Linked DNA regions of Mus musculus: all the other regions are linked to region 1. A link is a contact called in public promoter capture Hi-C data. All regions are on one chromosome and are shown on one strand. The core of a region is the stretch at or near the end of the contact, and the rest is flanking DNA. Distances in the headings are between cores, read along the strand shown.

Region 1 (3,219 bases), core at 311-2,810:
ATGGTTGTGTGTAGGAGGCCTTCCCTTTCTTTCCTCATGGGGTTTCCCTGTAAAAGAGAAAAGGAAGCTGTAGTGGAAAGAAGATTTTTGTGTGGTGAGATTCCAACAGAGGAGTTAAGAGTGACCCCCTCCAAAGGTGAAGTCAGTGAATTCTGGAGGAGCCTGCCTTCTGGTTCTTATGTTCCAGCGACTAGCTGGAACTGAGGGGACTTCAAACCTGGAATCAAACAAAACCTGAAGGAATCAAGCCAGAAAGGCTATCAGGATTCATTGATCTTTTGGACTAATATGTGGTGGTCTCTGGCTCTCTTCGTCATAGGACAATGTGAGGTTCCAAGGTGATTAGCAATAAAATTCTTTAGAAAACCACGTCTTTGCATTTCCTTCTGGGGCTATTGAGAGAAGAGAGAAGGATAAGAGTGTAAGACATTGTTGTACACTCTCTGGAATGTACTGGGGGCCATGTCAATCTCAGGGAGGTTGCTTCTCCCAGCAATCTTGAAATAAGAAGCCTTGGTTCATAGGAATGTTTGAAACGGCGGGTACTTTGATTATCCTATAGAAAGGAGTGGAGAGAAGGAGAATCAGTCTAGGGAGAATCAGTCTTCAGAGAGGAGATTAGAGGATAACCAAGACTAAGTTAAACTTAGTCAAAAACTCTACACTTAAGATTTTGGATGCTCAGGAGCCTGCATCCTGAAAACCCTTACACACCTCTTTCCCCCTCTCCAGTGACTCTCATTCCCTCACACTGAGCCTTCTATTCATCCCTGTCACCCCCACCTGTTCTCACCACCCCCCTCCCCCAAGCATTCCGTAAACCCGCTAGACGCGTGCAACAACTAAGTATAATCAAGATAACCTATGTGTCAGTGACGTCGGAAGTTTCCTTCAAGAGAGGTCCTTTCAACTAAACATTAGGGGCTAGCTTGCACTTCAAGAGATGTGAGTCAGAGAGTTGATACTAGTCCAAGGCCTATGGGAAAGGTAAGGGAGATTCCATCAAGAATCAAGGCCAAAGCCGGGCGGTGGTGGCACATGCCTTTAATCCCTGATTTCTGAGTTTGAGGCCAGCCTGGTCTACAAAGTGAGTTCCAAGACAGCCAGGGCTACACAGAAAAATCCTGTCTCGAAAAACCAAAAAAAAAAAAAAAGAAGATTCAAGGCCGAAATCTTGTGGGAGACACCCTGTAAAAGCGAATCCCTGAACAATTCTTTGATGAACAAAACATGTCAGGGTGCTGGTGTCTGGGGAGGAGGCCACCTCTCTCCAATAACTTTAGCTGACATGTTATGATGGGTCCACAACCCAAGACAGGCCGTGGCTGGCACAAGTGACCGTTCTAGAGTGTGGCTGCAGGGACGAACGCATTGCCAACCAGGTACTGTGATCTCAGTAACGGGCTAATTCGCAATAGCCTTAGCTTCAGTTTCAGCTTCATGCTTGGACTTTGATAAAAGGTCCTTATTTGAGGTGTGACTTGGGCAAGCCGATCAAAGCAAGGAAGCTGTGAGCAAGCGGCGGGGCGGGGCACCCGCGGGGCGCACGCGCAGATGCCCTTAGAACCGGAAGCAGCCTTGGGTCGGGCATGGCGGCGGCTGCGGAGGGCGTCCCGGCGACGCGACGGGAGGAGCAGCCACCTCGAGGTACTACCCTGTGTGGATGGAGATGCGGCGGCTGATGGTGGGGAGGCTAGGTCCGGATGCAGGAGCCGGTGGACCTGTCTACCGCAGTCAGGGCACTGAGACGAAAGCCTAGCTCCTGAGCATGGGAACGGAGTTGGCGTTTCAGGTGGGCGGGTGCGAGGAGAAGGGACGGGATGGTGGCAGGAGGAGAACGAAGGCGGCGGGAGCCCAAGTCGGGAGGGACTTAGGAACCGTCCGCTTTGGCTGGATTAGGTCTGGGGATAGGACGTTTACTCCTCACCTCCCACCCACACCTTGCCAGATGATGCTGCGGTGGAGACAGCCGAGGAAGCAAAGGAGCCTGCCGAAGCTGACATCAATGAGCTCTGCCGGGACATGTTCTCCAAAATGGCCACATATTTGACTGGGGAACTGACAGGTGATACGCAACCCCTTCTGGCTGATCCCAGCTGTGTATTTGCATTTGACTTCACGGAAATCTGAATGGTGCTTTAGCAGCCTCTGGTCAGTCCATGGTTGAATGGGAGGAAAGGAGCCGCTCTCCCCCTTGTCTTTCCCCAGGGAAGCACACCAACCACTTTTGAAACACAAATCTGCAGGCCTCTTGTCATAAAGGCCAACAACAAGAATTCCACACTGTTAGTCCAGAAGTGCCCCGCCGGGGGAGAAGTATATTTTAAGCAGAGTTGTGAAGGAAATGGAAGGGGGGGGGTACGTGAAACAGTCCAGTTAGTAAAAGAGCTGGAGTAAGCAAGCATTTGATGAAACCTGAAGGTTAGTCTGAAGATTTGCTGACCCACCCGTGGGACACGGTTAGATTTTAGTTCAGTGTCCCTGCGTCTGCATCTGTGTCTGTGTCTGAGGCAGAGTCAGAAAGCAGAGGCTGGACCTTCTGGGGTGACATAAGAACTTATACTGTTTCACTGCTCTGTGAAAAAATTACTCTCTCTCTCTCTCTCTCTCTCTCTCTGTGTGTGTGTGTGTGTGTGGCTTAGAACGACTTTCGAGAGTTGGTCCTCTTCTTAGACCACGTAGGTCACGAGGACCACGCTCTGATCTTCAGGCTTGGTAGCAAGGGCCCTCTCACAGGCCCCACCCCAGGAAATTTTTCTGTGAGCCCAATTTGTGAACCAGGATCTATGAGGAAAGGTTTAGTAGAGAAGTTGGGGGGTTGTAAGTCGCAGATTTTCTCTGCCTGATCGTTCACTTATTTTTGAGCAAGAGAGACCAAGTAACAAAAATCCAGATATATGGGTTCTCCCCACAAATTCTGAAGTCTATCGTAACTTACTTAGTAGGGCTCTACTTGACCAGGGTTTTGCAGCCTTTTAAGAAGACTGGATAATCTGGTTTGTGTCACCACTGGCTGGTCCTTTAGTGTGATCTTGTGGCCTTTGCTGGTTAGCACTGTTCTTGTTCTCTTGTTTTTTTTTCCATTTGCTGTAGTTTAGAGATGGAGTTGTCTGACCCAGTGCCTCAGAACTAGTAGGGAGTGCTGGGCTGAGAGGGCGCACACTCCTCCGCACACTCCTCCGAAGAGGGAATGATGGTTTCCTTGTGTGTTTATTATAT
Region 2 (3,219 bases), core at 339-2,838, 1.9 Mb before region 1:
AGTAACCTATCTCAAAAGATCTGGTGGCCTATAACCCAAGAGTCCCAGGATCTAAGGCCTACAGCCTTTCAAGGTGTTTCCACGAACACTACAGCTTTTCTTTCATTTTTTTTCCCCCTTATTTATGTGAGTTCATCTTTGCTGTCTTCAGACACACTAGAAGAATGGGCATCTGATCCCATTACAGATGGTTGTGAGCCACCATGTGGTTGGTTGCTGAGAATTGAACTCGGGACCTCTAAAAGAGCAGTCAGTGGTCGTAACTGCTGAGCCGTCTCTCCAGCCCGCTACAGCTTTTCTTAAGGTGCAGAGTAAACATTTTGCTCTTACATAACAGCTGTCACTCACCCCATGTTCCTGTGTGCCTACAATGGAGTTACTACTTTGTGCATTTTTCTCTCAGTGAGTCTCATTCACTCAAAAGCTGTAAATTGGGCTGAGCATGGTGATATACACCTTTAATCCCAGCACTTGGTAGACAGAGACTGAGCTGAGTTCAAGGCCAGTATGGTATACAAAGTGTGCTGCAGGGCAGTAAGGCACTTAGCATGAAGAGGCTGTGACAAGAGGTACAGAAGTTCATATCCATCCTCCACTACACAAGGACTACATGAACTTTGTCTCAAACAAAAGGCTGCTGGGATCATACATGCAGAAAGCCGCAGAGCCTGGCCTAACATCACTACCTGGAGCTCCAAGCTCAGTGCCAACTTAACACAGGCGGACGCTCACTACTCCTAGAGTATACTGAAAGCAACCTATCACCACACTCATTCATTTTTTTCTTTTTAAAAAAATAAGTAAATACAATATGAAGTCCTAGCTATCATTACTTCGCAATTTATCCCTGCACTCACTCATCTTCTTTTGTAAAAACAAACAAGTGTATAAATAGAATCCAAGCCTTCATTACTAAAATCTTTGAGTCTCAGGTAAAACTGCAATTAAGGGTAAGTCCAACAAAAAGTACAGAAGAACCACGCACCGCCAACCCAATGCTCCCGGAGGGATCTAGCGCCACATGTCCTGGGTCACGAGGGACCCATGCCTGTCACCGCTGCAAAAACTCACACCAAGTAAAAGCCGTAATACTCGGAGCTAGCTAGTCAGACATGGTGGAAGGAGACACCGAGACCTCCAGCCTGAGGAAGGTCCGCAGAGAAGCTGGGCAGACAACGGACTGACAGACCCCAGCCCTCGCCTCCTTAACTTCTAAAGCCGACAAGGCCTAGATTAGCTCGGAGAGTCGTCCCACCCCGGCCCGCAGACCAAACCAAGGACTCACAGCGCCGGTCGCTTTTGCAAATTTACTGGCCACCTCCGAGAGTTGGCTATCCCGCAGAAATCTGAGCACAAGGGGATAAAGGTCGCTGGGAACCACGCGGCGCAAGCCGGTATCCGCCATGCTCCGGGTAAAACGCGTCACTACCGTTGCGCACGCGGCACGACTTAAGAACACCAAAGCACAGCCCGGGTCGAGGGCGGGTCCAGTGTCGTCATCAAGTCGCGCGCGGCGCGCAGCGGAAAAGAGTGGCGCACACGAGGTCGCGTACCCTCCACCCGGGAGGAGAGACCCAGACTAAATCTAGAAGTTGCTTCCGGTCCCACACGCGTCATCATCCTGCAGGGGGCGGAGCCCACGAGCCGCCCACTAAGGAGGCGGAGCTTCTACGTCAGATGCCACGCTCCTGTCCGAGGCGGGAAAACTTGCAAATTCCCGCGCATTACCTTTGCTGAATGGGCTTCTTCCTACTGTAGATTTCCAAGCCCTGGCTGCTACTGAGACCTCACAGTACTGAATGGACTAACAATAATGGGTGCACTGGAGAACTCGAGGCTCTTTCAACCCTTCTAGAGGTGTCACCTACTGCTCAAACTCCCACGGACAATGGCTTCCTCCCTCCCTTCACACCCAGTGAAGTCCTTCAGGATACCACCCAGACCCAGACTCAAATCAGAGGATCCTAAAAGTTGTGGTGACAAGGTGTTGGTACCCCACATTGTCTGTCAGTCATAGCTAGGTTACAAGACAGTTATCCTTCCCATCTACAATTCGGAGAACAGGAACACGGGACCATCCCAGGGAAAAGATCAAGAAAAATCCTTTCTTCCTAAAGAAAGAAGTCACAGTGAATTCGGAAAACTTCAGTATCAGCTACTGTCCAGGTCAGGAAGCAATAAAGATGCACTTCCGGTGAATACCTTTCTTTTACTTTCCTCAAAACAGGCGCTCCTTCTAAAAGGACCCGTTATCCTATTTCCCAGAGGTGCTTCTATGCATACACAATCGTTTGTTTGTTTGTTTTGGCTTGTTTTTTTTTTTTCCAAGACAGAAAGGTTTCTCCGTATAGCCCTGGCTGTCCTGGAACTAACTTTGTAGACCAGGCTGGCCTCGAACTTAGAAATCCGTCTGCCTCCCGAGTGCTGGGATTAAAGGCTTGCGCCACCACGCCCGGCCTCAAAATCGTTTTTTTTAAAATACACACACCACCGGGCGGTGGTGGCGTACACCTTTAATCGCAGCACTCGGGAGGCAGAGGCAGGCGGATTTCTGAGTTCGAGGCCAGCCTGGTCTACAAAGTGACTTCCAGGACAGCCAGGGCTACACGGAGAAACCCTGTCTCGGAAAAAAAGAAAAAAAAAAAAAATTCACAAACCAAGATGGTGATCAAAACCAAACTGGTGAGCTTTAATGACACTTAATAGACACTAACCCCAGTTGAGAAAACTTTTATTCTCATAGGTATGGTGGCAAATGATTTTTTTGTTGTTGTTTTGTTTTGTTTTTCCGAGACAGGATTTCTCTGTAGCCCTGGCTGTCCTGGAGCTCACTTTGTAGACCAGGCTGGCCTTGAACTCAGAAATCCGCCTGCCTCTGCCACCCGAAAGCTGGGATTAAAGGCATGAGCCACCACACCCGGAGGCTAATGATTTTAAACCCAGAGTTGAGAGGCAAAAATTGCAGATGTCTGAGAGAGGGAGAAGATAAGAGGGAGAGGGGGGATAGAGAGAGATAAGGAGGTGGAAGGGGAGGAGTTTGACATAGTAACCAGGCCATGATGGCACACACTTTTAATCCATCCCAGCACTTGGGAAGCAGAAGCAGGTGACCTCACGAGTGAGATCCAGGACAGCCAGGGCTATACAGAAAAACCCTGGCTGGAAAAACAAAAAAAAGCAAAACCAACAAACAACTGTACCTCCTTCACCCCACAAGAG
Region 3 (3,219 bases), core at 374-2,873, 1.6 Mb before region 1:
ACTGCGACGAAGTATTAAAAAAAAAAAAGACTACTTTTTATTTTTTAACTTTCTTTCTTTTTTTTTATTTGTTAGATATTTTCTTTATATACATTTCAAATGCTATCCCGAAAGTTCCCTATACCCTCCCTCTGCCCTGCTCCCCTACACACCCACTCCTGCTTTTTGGCCCTGGCATTCCCCTGTACTGGGGCATATAAAGTTTGCAATACCAAGGGGCCTCTATTCCCAGTGATGGCCGACTAGGCCATCTTCTGCTACATATGCAGCTAGAGACACGCGCTCTGGGGGTACTGGTTAGTTCATATTGTTGTTCCACCTATAGGGTTGCAGACCCCTTCAGCTCCTTGGGTGCTTTCTCTAGCTTCTCCATTGGGGGCCCTGTGTTCCATTTTATAGACTGTAAGCATCCACTTCTGTATTTGCCAGGCACTGGCATAGCCTCATACAAGAGACAGCTATAACAGGGTTCCTTCAGCAAAATCTTTCTGGCATATGCAATAGTTTGACTACTTTCTTAACATTGAACATGAGAGGTTTGTTCCCAAACAGGGCAGATTTTTTTTTTTTTTTTTTTTTTTTAGTCTTTTTGAGACAGGGTTTCTCTGTATAGCCCTGGCTATCCTGGAACTCACTTTGTAGACCAGGCTGGCCTGGAACTCAGAAATCCGCCTGCCTCTGCCTCCCAAGCGCTGGGATTAAAGGTGCGCCACCATCGCCTGGCTGGCAGATCCCTTAAGGAACCAAAATGTCAAGTGTACTCTGAGGCAAGCCCTTAGAGTACAGGAGGCAAGCCCTTAGAGGCAGGGTTTCCTTGGAAATGCTGATGCTAAGGCTAAAAGGGTCATGTCCCTTACGCACACCGCACACTCTCCATCGCCATAACAAACTCGCCTTCCACTCTCTTCTACTTTTATTAGACGTTTGTTTTCCCTGTGCTTGGAATGCAGTCTTTCTTCTCCATACGTAGTCTGGTGAATTTCATACCACAGCCTCTCCCAAAACAAACGTAGGGCTCAATCAGGCAGAGACGTAACAGCAGGTTTTAACCATATTATGAGGTCATAATGGTCCCAACAGCCCAGGATGAGGCAAACTCAATAAAACAGTTGACTGCTCAATTTAAAACACGGTTAACTCCGAAGACAGGATAGAAGAAACAATGAGTCAGGACAGAGGCGTGAGCTGAGCTCCTTGGCATGGTGTCTTCACAGAAGCAGACGTGGGTCAGGCAGCCCCGATGAGCCAAACTGGTACAACAATCTCCAAAGTAGGTCAGTGTCTCCTACCACTTTAAGAACTAGAAGTATCGTCCCGGCGCCTGCGCATTGAGAGGGTAAACACCTCCTTTCCGCCCCCCCCCCCCCCCTTCCTCCCAAACTCCCCGGCCGGCCGCATTCTCCCATGTTCCCCTCCTCCGGGTGGGGTAATGGTCCGACCCAGAGTGTGGCGCTCATCCCGGAGGGTGGCGAGCCAAAATGGTACGTCCCACCGCCGCACACCTCCGCGGTGTTCACGGCGCCCTTTGTCCTTTTTCTCCCCTAGCAAATAAAGCGCAATGGGCTTATCCCAAGGAAAGGCGGGGGAGCCGGGCTGGGGACCGGTCTGAGCCGGTCTGTAGCGCAGGCGCAGTGCGGATAAACAGGAAGCGGGCGGCAGAGGCAGCGGCAGGAGCTGCTTAGGGACTCCGGTGGGGGAAGAGAGCCGGAGACGCCGGGCTGTCCGGAGGGCGGCGGGCGTGGAGGACGAGCGAAGGCGCCTCCTCGGTCCTCCTTCCGTGGAGACGCGGCGGCTGCCTCGCCCTCCGCTTAGGCTCCCGGCTCCCAGCGCGGGGCGAGGCAGCGGCTGACAAAGGGCTCGAGCCGGTGCCGCCGCCCTTCTCATCCGGGCACTCCGGGCCCCCGCCGAGAGGAAGGGGGAAGGGCGGAGGGGGAGGGGAAGGAGCCCCGGAGGCGCGCGTTCGGAGCCGCGGCCCCTTTGCAGGGCTCCGGGCCTTTGGCCCAACGGACCGAGGCCGAAGGGGAGCGGTGGCCGGCGGCAGGAGGATGGTGCAGAAGGAGAGCCAGGCGGCGCTGGAGGAGCGGGAGAGCGAGCGCAACGCCAACCCTGCCGCCGCCTCGGGGGCTTCGTTGGAGCAGTCGGTAGCTCCCGCCCCCGGAGAAGATAACCCATCGGGAGCCGGGGCTGCGGCCGTGGTCGGGGCGGCCGGAGGGGCCCGCAGGTTCCTGTGCGGTGTCGTGGAAGGTGAGTTGGCCTTCCAGTCCCGCGTAGGTGTTCAGCCTCCGTCCCCGGGAGGGGCGTGCTGGTGACTTTTCCCGCAGTTCCCCGCCCCCAGGACGGGAGGCGTCCGTCATTGCTCACACGGGGTTACGGGGAGGAGACAGACGGTGGGCACACTTCTTTACCCTCCGCTATGTCACGGCTTCGGCGACTCCGGGCTATGGAGGAGCCTGACCCCACCCTCCTCTGGCTTAGAGCCACACAGATTTGTCGGAGGAGGAGGCGGTGGCAAGGAAGGAGCCTGTGGTCCGGCTGTGGGCTTCACTTCTTTGTACCTTGGGATCTTAGTCCGCAGAGATGCCTGCTTTCAGTTGAAATTTGTGCAGCGCTCCCATCCCCCGCCCCTATCCTTGTAAGGGGAAAAAAAATCAGCCCTCACAGGCACGTTTTTACCCGTGAAGGAGCGCAGTCAGCTTATTATATTACAGATTCCTTCAGGCTTAGGAAATTGTTTTGTTTTTATTTTTATTTATTTATTTTTGTTAGCCTGTAAGCCTCCTTCACCTCTTAAGACTCACTTGTAGCCCAGAAAAGTATCATCCTTTAACAATTGCTGTTTTTTTGACTTGGGAGTGTGTGTAAATACCAGTATATCATATCTCAGAGCATCTGTTATGTGGAGTTAGAATTCAGTGAAAGTCTTAATTTCTGTCTTCTCATTTACAGTTGAAAAGGACGAGGGCGTTTTGATAGTAAGGGAAGATGCCGGAAGATCTTAATTACAATTTCTGAAATAGAATGGGTGGATACCGAGCTCAGGAAAGCTTAGTTCTTCCCTAAGCACTCCGTAATTTGAGTTTTCTTATGGATTTTTTTGTTTGTTTGATTTTTGTTTTGTTTTTAGTGGCAAACTCAACGTTTTCTAGTTTCTTTCTCTATTATTATTATTATTATTACTGGGGAATATAAAAACTAGTACTCAGGACTGAAGAGATGGCT
Region 4 (3,219 bases), core at 328-2,827, 1.6 Mb before region 1:
CTTAATTCTTGCATGTTTGTATCTAATTTTTAAAAGAAAGAATAAGTATATGTTAACAATATGTATACTTTTTCTTTTAATCAGAGATTCTGAAAACTTCATGTTATTTTAATTTAGATTTGGTGAATTTAAGGGTTTTGAGCATGAAGCTGGCACATAGTGTCTGCAGGATTATTATTCTTTAATCATGGCTAGCTATCTAGTAACGTCATAGATTTTCAACAGTCTTTTGTTACCTTGCTTTCCTCCAGTTCTACATAGCTTTTGAACTTTGAGCTGAGGGGGGAGAGAGAAGAGGGAGCTTGAAACATTTTCCTTTCTAGAACTCCAGTGTGAGCTTGTGAGGTAGTCTTTTAGCACTATATAGAGTGGACCCAGGGAGGCCCAAGAACCAGAGGCCCAAGAGTGTGCTGAAATGTGCCGCCTCCTTAGGGTGCGAACCTTTGCGATAGGATGTGCTGTGAAACCTAAGTCAAGGTTGGTTTTGAAGGCTGGGGTGAGGGGCAAAATTGTTACTAGATATTAAGACCGTTTAATGTTCCTTAGCGTTCTGAATCCATCTCATGCCTCAGTGAGAATTACAAGGTTTTATTCAGAGCGTTTCAGAGTTTCATACGGAATCAGGAATTGAACAAGTTGCTTTTTGTTTAATGTTGGCTTTCAATAATCACATGGGATGATCTTCTGGACATAAGTGAAAACATGTCCAGGTCTCTACTGTCATTGCTGTAGGATAAAGTGCTCTGCCATCTTCCATGGTTATGAATATTTATTAATGTTGGAATAACATTTCATTGTTTAGATCACAGCTCAGTTCCTATAGAAAACGAACTGTAAACCTATCTGCAGACCATGCAAGAGGCACAATAAAACTTGAAGTGAATGTGTGCTGTGCTGCTTTTTCTCTGGGTTCTCCCTTTTTTTCCCTCACATCTCTTGATCCCTTAGGTATCCGAAGCTATTTCAGTGTAGGCTGGATTGAAGACAGCCCTGCCCTCCTGCCTTCCACAGCAAAGATTTTTCTCAGAAAAGTACATTTGTTTTTGTTTTTAAGTAAGTTGCTCTGTTTACTACAGGTAAAATTTGTGTGAAGTTGGGGGGGGTGTCACAGAGTTCCTCACTGGAACATGGCTTCATTTCCTTAGATAAAGGAATTTTGGTGGTGGAGGGGGGGGGTGGGTCGCCTAAAGAGGAGGCTGTACTATGAACAGTAGTTGATCTCCACATCTGAGTTTAGGTCTTGGCTGTCAAGCCTCCAGCATGATCAGGAAGCGGGGGGGGGGGGGGGGGGGGGGGGGGTGTGAGTAAAAATGGCTGCTCCGTACCCCAAGTTTACTGAAAAAGGAGATACGAAAGGTTTACACTAACATCTGTATGTATATATCCCCGGGTTGGAAGAAGGGGCTTCAGTGAGTGGACGCTAACTTTAAGCCCTCGTGGAGATTTCTTCTGGGGCCTTGTTACCTGTCCTCGTGGAAGAGGCGACGACTGCTCCTCCCTGCTTCGTGTGGCGAGCGCGGCTCCTTTAATGGGCGGGACCGGAACTGGCTGAGGCGGGGGGCGGGGCGCTCACGGCCGTTTCAGCATGGCGGCCGGCGCGGCGGCTGCTTTAGCGTTCTTGAACCAAGAGAGCCGAGCCCGAGCTGGGGGCGTCGGGGGCCTGAGGGTCCCGGCCCCGGTCACAATGGACAGTTTCTTCTTCGGTATTGAACGCGGGAGTGGCAGAGTGGTACGGGGCGGGTGAGGCGTGGCCGAGGAAGGCGGCCGGGCGCCGCTGTGGCCGGGCGCAGCTGTGGGCCGAGGGCTCCTCGCTCGCTCGCCCTAACCGGTTCTTCCCGAGTGGGATGCCCGTCCACGTGTTCTGGGCGAGCAAGCGGCCGGTTCCCCCCCCGCCGCCGCGGCACATGGCCGGGTGGAGGGGACAGCGGAGTTTGTGGAGCGTCCTCGCGCGCTGTCCCCTCCACGCGTGTACCCAGGCGACACTCGCTGGCTCTTGCAGGTTGTGAGCTCTCCGGCCACACCCGCTCCTTCACTTTCAAGGTTGAGGAGGAGGATGACACGGAGCACGTGCTGGCGTTGAACATGGTAAGGGGCCGCAGAGGGAGTTGGAGATGCGGGGGGCTAGCCGACACTCCGCCTGTCGCCCCTCTCCTCCACCCTCTGGTCCCCGCATCCGGTGCCACTGGGACTAGGCCGATTTTGGGGTAAGACGCCTTGGCTTTGGTGTCAGCCCTCCCTCACTTGAGACGCTGAGGTTCTGCCTGCCTTTCAGCTGTGCCTTACCGAGGGGGCCACGGACGAGTGTAATGTGGTGGAAGTTGTGGCCCGGGATCACGACAATCAGGAGATTGCAGTTCCTGTGGCCAACCTCAGGTTGTCTTGCCAGCCCATGGTGAGTTGGAGCCGTTCATTCCTCTCGGAGTCTGGTGGGACTGAGAACTTCGGTATTGATCTCCAAGTGGGTGGGCCAGCACGGCTCAGCCCGTCATTCTTGTCTTCCAGCTCAGTGTGGATGATTTCCAACTCCAACCACCTGTCACCTTCCGCCTGAAGTCCGGTTCTGGCCCAGTTCGGATCACTGGCCGGCATCAGATCGGTGAGAAGAGTGGGCCCTCTCCACTCCCGACTTACCCCAGTCTCATCTCCTAGTGTGTCCTGCATCTCAGGCTATGGTTCCAGTATTCTGTGCCTCCCACTGCCTCCTTCAGGCCTGGGAACTTGCTGTACCCTGCCTGCCCCAGGGGTCCAACTCCAGCGAGGTGGGTGGGCTCTTTTCCATCTAGACTTGGGGACTCTGGGAGATGAGGTTCCCTGTCAGCCTAGCAGCTGAATGAGTGGCTCTATCCTTGTGTATCCACCAGTTTGTATAAACAACGACCTTTCTGAAGAAGAAAGTGATGATGAGAGCGAAGAAGATGAAATTAAGCTGTGTGGCATCCTTCCTGCCAAGAAGCACAGGGGCAGGCCTTAGCCCCCTGGTGAGTGTGTGGGTGGAGGGTGGGGTCGGTTGGTGGGATTCCCGAAGGATCTGGGAAGTTTAGGGGCAGCAGGTGAGGAGGAAGACTCTGACTTCATTCTTGCTTTTCTCAGATCAGGTAACTGCTTGCTACAGGTGCCATGCTCCGTATGTTCCTGGACAAGTTCAAGAATGGTTTTCTCGATGAAGAGAATAGGGGGTGGGAGGGAGGGATGGACTGTGGTTCCTGAGGCTTCCCTTTT
Region 5 (3,219 bases), core at 326-2,825, 1.5 Mb before region 1:
TGCCTCCTAAAGTGCTGGGATTACAGGTGTGTCCCACCACTCCTTGGTTCTTATATAGAGTCAAGAAAAGGAAACTTATTTTGCCTTTTTCCCCCCTTTTGGAGACAGGGTCTCAGTATGTAGCCCTGGCTGGCCTGAGATCTGCCTGCCTCTGGCTCCTCAGCTCTGGGACTATTAGCATGTTCTACCACGCCTGGCTCTCCTAAGTCTTACTTCCTAAGTGCTGTCTAATAGAGAAATAACACGGAATACAAAGATTTCTAACAATTATACGAAATATACTGAATTCAGTTCAGTATGTCCAGACTACTAATAATTAACATGTAGTTTAGAATTATGTAAGACATCTCACATTCTTTTTCCTGTCTAGCTCTTCAAAATCAGCTGTGTACCTCACTTATGCTTACAGCACGCTCAGACCTGGAGACCCTGCCTTTCACACACACAGAAAGAAGCCACATGTGATTAAAGTGGCCCCACAGATCCAATGGGACAGCATCGATCTGTACTTCTGAAGCTTAGATTGGTTCAGGTGGATCCAGTGGGTGGTATGGGAAACGGATCCCTAGTAATCTTGTAGATTCAGCTCTGCCTATGTAACGGCTACTAAAAAACCCCTGCTTGGCCACGTGCTGCTTCGTTTGGGAGCTGCGGACTCAGGATCTAGAAGGTTGGTTTTACCTCCCTCATTGTTGTCGAATCATACTGGGACAACCTACAGGACCTTGGTTGACATCCTTCGTGAGACCAAGGGCAATGGAACTTTCTAACGTCTGGCTTGCATTTTTTTAAGAATCTGGTTTGTGGCTTGTGGAAAGAAGGCATCAACCTGGGGAAGAGGAAGCCTCATGGGACCAAAAGGCCCCTTGAGGGCAGAGGCTCAACTTTGATAGTTCCTGAAGCCACAGGCTCCTCTTGTGACGTAGGTGGGAGTTTTCTGTGAACCTTTCAGCAATCTGTCTGTCTGTCTGTCTCTGTCTTTTTAATTTGGACAGTCTCTTGCTCTGTAGGCCAGGCCGGCCTTGAACTCATGGCCATCCTCCTGCCTTAGCCTCATGCCGGGATCACAGACGAGAGCCATCAAGCTCGCTTTCTCCATCCGGTCTTGAAGACACACGCTTCAACTAGATGTTCCTGGTGCTCCAGAAGATGGGGATGTCAGTGACCAGGTTGGGGTTCGCACCCCGAAATACAGGCGTGAGGGGCGGGTCTCGGCTTGGGCCCGCGCCGCCCCATGTGACCCGGTCCGACGTGGTGTCGCCTCCTCTCGAGGAGGCGGTGGCGTCTTCGGCTGTGCGTCGAGCCGGCCCCGCGGCCGCTCATGAGCAGCCAGGGCCGCTCGGGTCCCCCCGGGAACCGCGGGCCCAGGGAAGGCGAGGGCGGGGAGGCGAGGAAACTGCAGGAGGCGAGGGTCGCGCGGGGAAAGCAAGGGAAAGGGAAAGGGAAGGGGAAAGCAGGTACCGGGCACGGCGGAAGAGGAAGCGGGGCGGAAGGAAAGCCGGGCCTGCAGCCGGAGAGGAAGGCAGCGGGGCCGGCGGCTGAGGCAGGCCGGGGACAGGAAGGCGAGGGAGGCGAGGAGGAAAGGCCGAGAAGCTCCGGGAAGCGGGATGAGGGCAGCGCAGAGCCGGGGAAGGAGGAGCGGAGGGTCGGGGCCGGGCGGCGGGAGGACGACAGCCTGGAGAGAGGACAGGAGCAGGGACCTCAGGCGTGCGGCGGCATCCCGGGAACCCGGACGGCCATGGCGGAGGACGCGGCGGAGGATGCCGCAGCGGCGGCCGTGGAGCCGGCCACCCGTCCGGCCGCGGGGCCCGCGCTCTGGCGCCTGCCGGAGGAGCTGCTGCTGCTCATCTGCTCCTACCTCGACACGCGGGCCCTCGGCCGCCTGGCCCAAGTCTGCCGCTGGCTGCGGCGCTTCACCAGCTGCGACCTGCTCTGGCGCCCGATAGCCCGGGCCTCGCTCAACACCGGCTTCACGCGGCTCGGCACCGACCTGTAAGCGCCCGCTCGCCCGCCCGCTCCCCGCCCCGGGCCGGCCAGCGTCCTGGGAAAGGGCGGGGCGCCGAGGCCTGGTCGGCTCGGGACCGTGTGGCACCCGGAATACTGAAGCCCAGACTTGCCCCCCACCCCCTCCCTCTCCCCTCCCCCAGCACCCTCGAGGAATACTGGTGTCACCCCTCTTCAAGATTCCCCAACCCGAGGAAACTTCCGGAGAGCATTCCTCAGTCGGCACCCTCCCCCGTGGGCGGCTACTCACAGTTAGCCATCCTAAAATGAGTATTCCCAAAGGTTTGGCTCCCTGGGTTCCTTGCCCTGTGTCCTGTGCGACAGACAGGACCTGAAGGGTGACTCCTGCTGGTTCTAGGGCCCAGGCCCAGGTCCACCAACGTGGTTTTTGTGGCCTTTCGTCCTGCCCACCCTCTCAAAGGTTGTTAGGTTTCAGGGCTCAGATCAAATTAAATGTGCAGAAAAGGGCTCAGAACCTTAAAAAAACAAAAACAAAAACAAACAAAAAAACCTTTCAGTTCCATTGTCAACCTATTTTAGGACTTAATTCAGGTGGAAGGACCCACAAAAGATGTCTGTGTGAGGCATCAAGTTGGATTTGGGGTAGGCGGTATCCAAGATAGGCAGTTTGACCTAGTAATATCTGAGACCCGTGGATGCAAACCATTCCTAAAACACTCAGGCTGTTAAACAGGAAGGGGAGAGCGTGTATGACAGTCACAGAACTGGTCAGGATAAACGCTTTCAGACTGCACCCTGCTCTTGCTTTGTTGTAACATATGCGAATATAATAAAGTTTTAAAAAACCGTAAGAAATGATCATTTGATGCACTCCTATTTCCATTTTAAAAGTTTTTCAGTTGCACACCCCCTAACCCTACTACCCCCCACCCCCCACCCCACTTCCCCATCCTAACAGAATGAATGCTTAATGAATGATGTAATAGATTTGGAGGTATGTCATACGCCATGACATAATTTGTCTTGAATTAACTCCTTAGAATAAAAATTTCAAGGTAGCCACTATTGGATTAAAGGTTTTGATGGGCAGAGGTCACAGTATACCAGCAAAGAATGAGTGAGCCGGTTTGATGAGAGAATTAAACCACATCTTTAGTGGGTGAGTGATAGTAGCCAAAGCTCTGTTATTTTGTATCGCTCTGCGCTAGCCAGGATAAATATTTTGCCATGTGTCTGTTTCACCTGTGAGACTGT
Region 6 (3,219 bases), core at 314-2,813, 1.1 Mb before region 1:
TCTGGGCAAAATGAACAGAAACATCAAAATGCCAGGTGGCACCACAGCTCCTTGCATGCTGAGCTCCTGGCTGAGGGGCTAACCAATTAGGCCAAAGAAGCAAAACCACAGGATAGGGCAAGGCAGGAAGGGGAGGTGCATGGAGGTAAAACAGCAAATGACTGTAGAACGTCAATGAAATTGACAAGATATGAACAAAGATCTCAGAGAGCATGGGTCTTTCTGCTCCCCAGTTCACATTCCACCCCTCTCGGCAGTTTCTCAGAAATCCTCAACTCTCCCTGTCTTCAGAAACTGGGAGGTGAGCCACAACGCTGGGCTTAACTTTAAGGTGTAGTCTTCATCAAGGGCCTGGTGTTATAACAGGGAAGGGCAGGATCCTGAAGGCAGGAAGTAGGGAGAGAGCAGATGTACCCTGTGCCCTCCTTCAAGGCTTCCCTGGCCCTTTCTCCCTCTTGTTCCTTCCACCAGTCCCTAGACCTTCCTGTTACAAGGCTTAGCACCTCCTGGGGCTTCCAGGGCATCAGGGATGACAGAGAGATTGGGAGGTGGGAGGCAGGAGATGCTGCTGCATCAGGACCTGGGATGGATCTGTGGCACTCAGGAAACTCCAGCCTCTACTATCAGCATTTCTGCCTCAGAGCACCCCCTACCTTCTCCCCACCTCCCGAAGATGCAGGGTGAAGTCTGGGAAGGAAGTAGAAAGATGGCTTCTAGCATTCCCAAGCAGGCCAGTTCCCCCATCACACTGGGAACTCCAGGTACAAATCCTTTTCTCTACTCCTCAAGGCTACAATGCCATGAATCCAAATGATTAAATAAATATCAGGCCCCTGCACCGAAGAAGCCTGTTCCAGTCCCCAGCCCAGCTAAGTCCCCCCCCCCCTCCCTCTCTGCCTATAGGGAGGATCCCATTCTTTCTGTCCCACTCCCTACCCTGGTCCACAAATTCTCCAGCTGCTCTTGAAACCTTTCTCTGACCCAAGTTGTGCTTCTGGAGTACACAGACCATCCAGGAGTTTACAAACAAAGCAAGTCTGATGTGTGCAGCTAGTGAAGGGAGAAGTATTCTTCCGTCTGGTTCCTACACCCTCTTACTTTCCTCCTTTTTCCAAGAGAAGAAGTGGAAAATCCGGGCCCAACATAAACCAGATGGAGTAGCAAGAGAGAAGAGGGCCCCAGAGCACAGCCCCACTGTCGCGTTTTAAGGGAAAAGAAAGGCATAGCTGAGACTCAAACCCGCCTAAATGCCCAGAGATCCATAAACGGTTAAAAAAAAGACACACGGAGTACCACACGCCAAAACACACGTTAAAAAAAAAGAAAGAAAGAAAGAAAGAAAGAAAGAAAGAAAGAAAGAAAGAAAGAAAAGAAAACCAAACATTTTCAAATAACGATGCACACAAAATGCTCGCCTAATATTCAGAGATTCCAGGCCCTGGGATCCACAACCAGATTCTCCGGCCTCGCTGCGAGTTTCTGAGAGCACAGCCCCAGCCCTGGCCCGGCCCCTTCCCGGCCCCCACCCCGCATCCGGAACAGCTGGAGTCGGGCCGTGCTGTACACTCAAGCCCTGTGCCCGGCTGGGCGGGGCGGGCAGCGGGGCCCCGGCCCTGGCCGGGGCAGAGAGCAGCGGGGAAGCCCGGAACCCGCCCGGGTAACCCCGACACCCGGCCGAGTTTCCGTCAGACGTCCGTCATCAGACATGTGGTGGCCCTAGCTTGCCCCGAGAGCCACGGCGGGAGGAAAGAGTGTGCAAGATTGCAGAAGGAGGTAGGGCGCCCGCCTCAGGCTCAGATCAGGGGAGAGGCGTGCAGAACAGCCAACTCCTCCCTCCGCCTCTTCGGGTGGGGAAGGCTGAGCCCTCCAATTGTTCCCCTCCCCCAGCCCTTAGGATCCCCACCTCTGTCCCGTGTCGCCCACCCAAGGCTGTGCAGCCCGCTCTGACCTCCTAGGGGCCAGCCCCCGGAGCCTTCAGCTTCTCCTTTTCTCGGGCTCACGGCCCAGGGCTGGGGTTGGGGGGTGGGGGGGAGAGACAAGAGTGTGTAAGAATAGGGACGCTGGCTTCTTGATCTGGGATCATCAAAGTCCACACTGGGTAGCAGCAGGACCCGCCTGGGCTCCAGTTCTTACCTGGCCCGCGCGGCGACCGCGTCACTCCGCGGCTGGGGATCCTGGTACCCTTCTCAAGCTTCCCAACTGCGGCTTGCAGAGCCTGAGATCTCCGGGCTGGTGCTGCCATCTCGGCCAGGCCGGCGGGAGACGGGTGTGCCCAGAGCACTGCTCTCAGTTTGGGGTGGGGGGTGGGGGGCGGTGGCTTTTTAGTCACCCCAGGTTCGGGAGCAATAAAGGCACCTCTAATGTAATTTACAAACATCTCGGGCCGAGCACGGCGTAGAGCCGGGACTGACAGGCGCATTAGGCAGGCTAATTCCAGCCGGCTCCTCCTACCCCGGCCCGCTAATTAATGAGCTTCCCAACTTAGAGCCGCCTGCATTGGACAGACAGAGAGTGAAAGAGAGGGCGAGGGAGAGGTAGAGAAGGAGAGGGACGGGGGGAGCAGAGTGGAGTGAAGAGAGGGAGGGAGGGAGGGAGAGAGAGAGAGAGGACAGGGAGGAGAGAGAACAGAGAGAAAGAAGGGAGAGGAGAAAGAAGGGAGAGCGAAGAAAGAGAAGTTCAGCTGCAGATAATTGATTACTCCTCGATCAAGGCTAACTTGTTAGCAATAGTCAATTGCCCCGTCTCTCCGCCTCCCCTCGCAGTCCGGGATCGGCGCCCTCGCCTCGGTTCTTCCAACTGCCGCCGCCAGGACCCCGGGCCAGGAGCCGCCGCGGCGGAGCCACCTGACACCTTTAAATAGCACCGGGGCTGGCGAAACTGGAGCCCGGCGCGGCGCTTCCCGGCTCCGGCCCGGGCTTGCTGGAAACCCCGGCGGTGGCGGCGGCGGCGGCGGTGGCAGTGGCGGCGCCCGCGTCAGCGCTTTCCTCCCGGGGCCCCGCGCCACTCCGCTCGCCCGGGTCGCCGCGCTAATCGGCCGCTTGCCCATCCGCGCCCTGCCCGGCGCGGCCTCCTGCCCGCCTCTCGCCTTCCTCTCGCACCGTCCAGCGTCCGAGCTGCCCGCGGGCTGGGTCCCCCCGGCCCGAGCCGCCCCGGCCGGGCCCCCAAACGAGGCCGAGATGACTTCCAAGGAGGACGGCAAGGCGGCGCCAGGGGAGGAGC

The links. Promoter capture Hi-C pulls out the DNA fragments that hold promoters and counts their contacts. Capture Hi-C pulls out chosen DNA fragments and counts their contacts.
Region 2: a contact with region 1 is called in a promoter capture Hi-C map of adipose tissue. The contact joins the promoter of Nolc1 here to the promoter of Bloc1s2 in region 1. A contact is called at or near these places in 2 of 39 promoter capture datasets (liver and pre-B cells) and 1 of 9 other capture datasets (adipose tissue).
Region 3: a contact with region 1 is called in a promoter capture Hi-C map of hippocampal neurons, with 2.6 times the contacts expected there. The contact joins the promoter of Oga here to the promoter of Bloc1s2 in region 1. A contact is called at or near these places in 4 of 39 promoter capture datasets (hippocampal neurons, liver and pre-B cells) and 1 of 115 datasets of contacts at active chromatin or transcription factors (pancreatic cancer cells).
Region 4: a promoter capture Hi-C map of liver shows a contact between it and region 1, with 4 times the contacts expected there. The contact joins the promoter of Npm3 here to the promoter of Bloc1s2 in region 1. A contact is called at or near these places in 3 of 39 promoter capture datasets (hippocampal neurons and liver).
Region 5: a promoter capture Hi-C map of the SN4741 cell line shows a contact between it and region 1, with 4 times the contacts expected there. The contact joins the promoter of Fbxw4 here to the promoter of Bloc1s2 in region 1. A contact is called at or near these places in 4 of 39 promoter capture datasets (the SN4741 cell line, hippocampal neurons and liver).
Region 6: a contact with region 1 is called in a promoter capture Hi-C map of liver, with 4 times the contacts expected there. The contact joins the promoter of Lbx1 here to the promoter of Bloc1s2 in region 1. A contact is called at or near these places in 2 of 39 promoter capture datasets (both in liver).

The regions. Positions count from the first base shown.
Region 1 is chr19:44,144,787-44,148,005 of GRCm38.p6, reverse strand. Bloc1s2 (biogenesis of lysosomal organelles complex-1, subunit 2) reads left to right here and starts at 1,560. Exons shown (of 5, transcript NM_028607.1): 1 at 1,560-1,647; 2 at 1,949-2,065. The coding sequence starts at 1,590. It overlaps Pkd2l1 (polycystic kidney disease 2-like 1), which reads left to right. Exons shown (of 15, transcript NM_181422.3): 15 at 1-369.
Region 2 is chr19:46,074,216-46,077,434 of GRCm38.p6, reverse strand. It overlaps Nolc1 (nucleolar and coiled-body phosphoprotein 1), which reads right to left and starts at 1,588. Exons shown (of 13, transcript NM_001039353.2): 1 at 1,286-1,588. The coding sequence starts at 1,405. RefSeq lists cis regulatory regions at 1,631-1,637, 1,660-1,666 and an enhancer at 1,608-1,679.
Region 3 is chr19:45,781,957-45,785,175 of GRCm38.p6, reverse strand. It overlaps Oga (O-GlcNAcase), which reads left to right and starts at 1,623. Exons shown (of 16, transcript NM_023799.4): 1 at 1,623-2,244. The coding sequence starts at 2,046.
Region 4 is chr19:45,747,923-45,751,141 of GRCm38.p6, reverse strand. Npm3 (nucleoplasmin 3) reads left to right here and starts at 1,577. Exons shown (of 6, transcript NM_008723.2): 1 at 1,577-1,703; 2 at 2,000-2,085; 3 at 2,273-2,392; 4 at 2,503-2,596; 5 at 2,862-2,978; 6 at 3,091-3,219. The coding sequence starts at 1,586. The coding sequence ends at 2,971. Oga (O-GlcNAcase) reads left to right here. Exons shown (of 16, transcript NM_023799.4): 16 at 1-887.
Region 5 is chr19:45,658,549-45,661,767 of GRCm38.p6, reverse strand. Fbxw4 (F-box and WD-40 domain protein 4) reads left to right here and starts at 1,575. Exons shown (of 9, transcript NM_013907.2): 1 at 1,575-1,992. The coding sequence starts at 1,739.
Region 6 is chr19:45,235,185-45,238,403 of GRCm38.p6, reverse strand. Lbx1 (ladybird homeobox 1) reads left to right here and starts at 1,563. Exons shown (of 3, transcript NM_010691.6): 1 at 1,563-1,773; 2 at 2,763-3,219. The coding sequence starts at 3,177.